2 separate regions of the Sus scrofa genome follow, and region 2 is linked to region 1. The links are chromatin contacts, called in public Hi-C maps. All regions are on one chromosome and are shown on one strand. Each heading gives the region's core, a stretch centred on a gene start, on an enhancer-like site or on the middle of the called end of the contact. The rest is flanking DNA. Distances are from core to core; before and after follow the strand shown. Region 1 overlaps ARHGEF3 (rho guanine nucleotide exchange factor 3). Region 2 overlaps ARHGEF3 (rho guanine nucleotide exchange factor 3).

Region 1 (2,814 bases), core at 230-2,729:
GGGGGGAGGCAAAACAATAGATGTGTAAAATACTTTGAGATATTTTCTTTTCAATGTATCATCTTTACTAATTGAGGAGGTACCTTTCAAGCTTCAGTTCTAAAGGGCAAGGTGAATTCTATGCCCCACCATAATTTATGCTCCAGTCGGTCCACATGTGTATTTGAAATATATGTACCTGAAGCTGTATTCCTTACTGGCCAACAGGAGAGCTAAAAGGGTTAGCTGATTTCCAGTTATTTATACATTTCTTATAATTTGTATCTTATGGTGTTAAACTGACCGTATGTACAACTAACTACTTGGAAATAGTTCCAAGGGATTACAGCAGTTAGAATCTTGGGATTTTAGAGTTCCCGTTGTGGTGCAGCGGAAACAAATCCGACTAGGGACCATAAGGTTGCAGGTTCAATCCCTGGCCTCGCTCAGTGGGTTAAGGATCTGGCATTCCCATGAGCTGTGGTATAGGTTGCACACTCGGCTTGGGTCCTGCATTGCTGTGGCTGTGGTATAGGCCAGCAGCTGTAGCTTCAATTGGACCCCTAGCCTGGGAACTTCCATATGCCGTAGATGGGACCCTAAAAAACAAAAGAAAAAAAAAAAGGAATCCTGGGATTTCATCACATAATCAAATAGATTCCACAAATCATGTGACCCCAGATGTTGCTAGATGGAGAGCAACGTGGGTGGTAAAGGGCTATCACTTGTTGATAGGATCTGAGTGTGGTCATTGGCCATGATTCTGAGGCTTGTTGAAATAGGTGGGCATTTTAGGGGTCTTTGCCCTCCAGGATGCACATGAACTAGGAATAAGTTTATTAGAGAAAAATATGTTGACATGCACCTTTGAGTCTGTTTAGGGTGTCAGCTACTGAATAAGACTGCCTCGGTTCATGCCATCTCCAGCTGCTACTGATAGGGCCTTAGACAATCTACTGTGCTTTTCTCAAAGCCCTGGTTTCCTCAGTGCTAAAATGGGCACGATGATAGATGATTCATGTACAGTGCTTAGCACATAGTAAGTGCTCAATAAGTATCACCGTCAAGTCCTCTGCATCTCAGAAAGATTCCTAAAACAATTTTTAAAAACATGATCACCATCCTAATTTCCTGGATGCTATTTTATGCATATCAGTGCAACAGAGGTCTTCCTGTAAGTCCTCTAATCATCCTTAAAACAATCCTTTGAGGGTGGTGTAAATGCTCTTTTTTGTAGAGGAAACTGAGGCTTAGAGCTGGATAGTGGCCTTTCCAGGATGGCTGAGCTGGGAGGTGGAGGAGCCAATACTCACACCCCAGTCCGACCCTGAAATCTGTATTTTCCCAACCACATCATGTTGCCTCTAAATGACTAAATCACTGGTTTCTTCACCACAGAGCACGTGAAGGGTGAACTCGCCTGCTGGAGCAAATTGCCTTATTGCCATTTTTTCCTGAGTATCTGGACAGGAGACCCCACCATTAGTCACTTCTCTGGCAGCCACTTCATAGAATGGCTGTGACCCACAGGAGGGGGTTTGCAAGCCTTCATTTGGGAGGGTTTTGGTAACTTCCGTTTTGTGCTTCTCAAGACCAAGGAGCTGGTCTTTGGCAGAATTCTGCATGCTCAGTGCTGTGGAGGTGACATTGTTAGTGCTGCAATTAGTCATTTTGCTTATCTACATTAACCACCAGCCTTCCACATAAACCAATAACTAGAAGCCCCTGACCACCATCTGGATATTTGCAAATTGTGTCATTTTTCTCAGGACACTTTGTGATTGCCTATAAAATCCTGGACCGGTGCCACTGTTTTCATAACAAATGAATGAAAATAAATTACTGGTCCTATCCTAATTTTGCAAAGTCCTATGTACATATAATTGTTATTAATGGCATGTGTGTATCTGAAAGGGCTCCTTCTTTTGTGATGTGTGCACTCAGTTGCCTTCCATAATTTGTTAGCCTGGTAATGGGTATGGGTCTCACACAAAATGAGGAAATTTCTGTGATTGCACTGCCATTTTTCCTTGTTGTGTTGGCTCATGAAACATTAGGAATGAAGGCCAAAGGTTTCTAATGCCTTTAAGTTTTTATGAATTGAGGTCAGTTATTAGCTTAGAAAAGGTTATGGCACAAATTAATCAAGAAAGTTTTCCAAACCTTTGGCTGGAAAAAGAGTGGGTCTTTTTAAGTCTGGAAATGCTTGTGTCCAACCTTCTGTGTTTGGGAAATTGCGTCCTTTTGTAGGAAGGTAGCTGATTATTAGTAAACTCAATTAATTGGAGCTGAACCAGAAACCTTAACGGTAAGTTCACTGGACTTTTTTTTTTCTTTTTCTGGCTCTTAAGATGAGGAGGAAAGGAGTAGCAAAACATGCTTTTTTTCCGGGGATTTATGAAACAAACAAACAAAACCAGCCTCCAGGAAATGACCCAGGGTGATTGTGTTAGAGAATCTCAGGGTGGGAAAGACCTATTGAGAACATGGAGCTCAGTTCTTGTCCACTGCTGGATCCATTCGATCTCTCATTCAACACTTCCAGGAACCTTCTAAGGCTGTTCATTCCATCTTTGTTTAGTGTGAATCATAAGAAAATCCTCTCTTAATGATAATGTTGCTTTCTGGAGCTGAATATTATGCAATAATACTTCTTCATGTCTTATCCCCTTAAATATTTGAAAACTTTCCCTACTTCACACGTGTGCATGAGCACACCCGTGCATACACACACACTTAACACACACACACACACACACTTCTCCCAGGAGCTTGTCTTCTCCTGGCTGGACATTCTGGTTCCTCTAACTTTTCTAAATAGGACATAATGCCCAA
Region 2 (2,814 bases), core at 125-2,624, 180 kb before region 1:
AATCAAGAACTCCGCCGAATTGGCTCTGGTGCATCGTCTGAGTGAGCACAGGACCCAGAGGGTTAGAACTCACCCACAAGGTCAGGGTTGTTCCCAGTGAGTGGGGTAGGGATGGTGCTAGGATGGAGATGAGGTCATGGTGACCCCAGCTGTGGGGATCAGTCTGGCAGGAAGCCAGACGAACTGTGTTCTAGTCCTGAGGTGGGGGGGAGGCTCTCGTCCCAAGGTTCCAAGATTCTAGAGGAGACCATCCAGAGCCATCTGGGTTTGAGCCAGGATTGACTGGTCCCCTCTGCCTTCAGGATCTTAAAAACTGATCCAGGAGTTCCCGTCGTGGTGCAGTGGCTAACGGATCCGACTAGGAACCATGAGGTTGCGGGTTCGGTCCCTGCTCTTGCTCAGTGGGTTAACGATCCGGCGTTGCCGTGAGCTGTGGTGTAGGTTGCAGACGCGGCTCGGATCCAGCGTTGCTGTGGCTGTGGCGTAGGCCGGTGGCTACAGCTCCGATTAGACCCCTAGCCTGGGAACCTCCATATGCTGCGGGAGCGGCCCAAGAAATAGCAACAACAACAACAACAAAAAAAAAAGACAAAAAAAAAAAAAAAAAAAAAAAACTGATCCACTGGGGGTTTCTAGGAGAAATCAGCCGGCTTTGACTCCACGTGTCCCGTCTGTGAGGTTTGGAGTCTGGTCAAGTCTTAGGATGGCAATTGGATAATGCTGTTGGCTGCCTGCAGACACTGGGTCAAGAGCTACAAGGACCTTTTTTTAGGTGACATTCAAGTGCTCCCGCATGGAAAACATAACCAAGAAGTGGAAGGAAATTCTCTATGATTGTGTCCTTTCTCTGAGGTCTTCTCCTTTAGGAAAGGAAGACTTTTTGTTTGAAGTTCATATTAATTAAAAAGAAAAGAAAAGGAAGGAAAAGAAAAGAAAAGAGAAGGGAAAAGCAAAGGGAAAGAACCACATTGGGTTTTTGAGACACCTCCAGGCTGCAGAGCTGAGGTCCTCCTGGAGAAAGCTTGTCTGCTGAGATTTCTATGCTGGTCAGCAGAGGACAGTCTTCACTCACATAATGTGCTGACTTTGTCCTCTTGGGGAGGTTGGAACCCTGCTCTCCTGGAAAAGTCAGTCCTGGAAAAGATTCACTTCCAGCTGTTTCAGATATAACTCTGAGCACTCAAGGAGGGGACTTTACCCCTTTAGAGCTGCAACGTCTGTGCTGTGTCTACTGCTGTCTGTGCATCTGAAGCCTTAGAGAAATCATTAGGGGGAGGTGTACAGCTTTTTAGAGCACAGGTTCAGACAGAATCGGAGCCAGATGGGCACGACATGTATAAACACCAATTAATAAACACTTGGCTCCAGATGAGCCTTGCTCGTCAAACTCATGACCTTCTCACCTCCATGGTCCGGGCCCTTCCTCCCATTGGTACAAAAACGATAGAGATGGGTACAAAAACCAGAGCATTCACAGGCCAGCTGGGAGGGTACATTGGGACATGCAGGGCACTGTGCTTTTCTTGGGGACATTTAAATTCCTTCCAGTGGATCTTTTGTTTTTCCCCATCACATTAAAAAAATTTTTTGTTTTATTGAAGCATCCCCCATTACCCCACCACACTTTTAATCCTATTGATGCTATTAATAATAATGTTAGGTAACATTTACCATGCTTTCACTATTTGCCAGGCACTGTGCTGAAGGGCTCTTATAAGCGTCCGCTTGATTAAGCCTCTTAAAAATCACAAGATGTGGGGGAACTGCTGGGGCTTCTGAGGCTTTGTGAGGGTCAGATCCTTGCTGAGGGTCATTTAGGTAGTGAGGGGGGATCCACATTTGACTCTGCTGAGGTGTTGCCCAGACCTGCCCATCCCCCATTTATTGAGTCCCAAGTATGTCCCAGTGTGGGGCAGATACAAGACGCAGTGCACCTCTGGCTAATTTTAGTTTTGAGTGTGCTATTATTTGAATATTTGAAAGGAGAAAGGAAGGAAGGAAAGAAAGAAAAGGAAGGGAGGAAAGAAGGAAAAGAAAGGAAGGAAGGAAAGAAAGAAAAAGAGGGAAAGAAAGAGAGGAAGAACGACCAGCTCTCAGGGAGCATACATCTGAGAGTGGAAGCCCAAAGGAGTCCTGCATTCCTTGGAAGTTCCCTTCCTTAGTGGCTATGAGGATGGAGATTTAGAAGTTGGGGGAGGTTGGTGGGTCTGGTTCCTTCTTCTCCTTCCCTTCAACGAGAGCCAGTCTGCTTCTGCCAGGTTTATTTCTTGAGTTTTGAGTCTGATCAGGTTTGACACATGGGTTCTGCTGCTGAAAGAATGAAGCCAGCCTCTGGCATAGCAGCTTGTAGCTAAGAGCATGCCTGGGGCATTATCCACCCACGTTCCCGGGGTTCCTTCCTCTTCTAGCTCCCTTTCCCATGGCTCCTTCCCTCCTTTGCCAAGCACTTCCTTCCCTGGCTCCCGCTGGGCCTTCACATTGCCAGCAGCTCAGCTCAGCTCAGCTACTGATGGTTGGCAGGGCTGGGAGGCTGAGCCCTGGACTCAGAGCTGAGCTTCCTCACCTGCTGGCACACTGTGCACGCGTCCTGGGCTCCAGGCTCCTGCTCTGCGAGATGTGGTGTTAACAGAACCTACCCCTCAAGTTGTTGTGCAGATTATATGAGATGGTGGCACCAGGTTTTTGCTTTTTGTCTTTTTAGGGTCGCAGCCATGACATATGGAGGTTCCCAGGCTAGGGGTACAGTTGGAGGTATAGCCACTGGCCTATGCCACAGCCACGGCAACACTGTATCCTTAACCCACTGAGCAAGGT

What was found. Hi-C and Micro-C count contacts between places; a contact is called where the count stands out from the background.
Region 2: a contact with region 1 is called in a Hi-C map of retroperitoneal adipose tissue, with 4 times the contacts expected there. The contact joins two enhancer-like sites. A contact is called at or near these places in 1 of 5 promoter capture datasets (liver), 15 of 47 Hi-C or Micro-C datasets (alveolar macrophages, brain, embryonic fibroblasts and 9 more) and 1 of 2 datasets of contacts at active chromatin or transcription factors (skeletal muscle).

What each region holds. Positions count from the first base shown.
Region 1 is chr13:38,650,101-38,652,914 of Sscrofa11.1, reverse strand. The region is part of intron 4 of ARHGEF3 (rho guanine nucleotide exchange factor 3); the gene reads left to right. Among named protein-coding and RNA genes, the nearest start is that of FAM208A, 94 kb to the right of the region's middle. Within about 2 kb of position 1,479, at least 6 of the 83 cell types and tissues checked have an H3K27ac peak or open chromatin away from gene starts, as enhancers often do. A contact at or near this core is called in retroperitoneal adipose tissue, where this site is marked.
Region 2 is chr13:38,833,486-38,836,299 of Sscrofa11.1, reverse strand. The region is part of intron 2 of ARHGEF3 (rho guanine nucleotide exchange factor 3); the gene reads left to right. Among named protein-coding and RNA genes, the nearest start is that of ARHGEF3, 91 kb to the left of the region's middle. Within about 2 kb of position 1,374, at least 9 of the 83 cell types and tissues checked have an H3K27ac peak or open chromatin away from gene starts, as enhancers often do. A contact at or near this core is called in retroperitoneal adipose tissue, where this site is marked.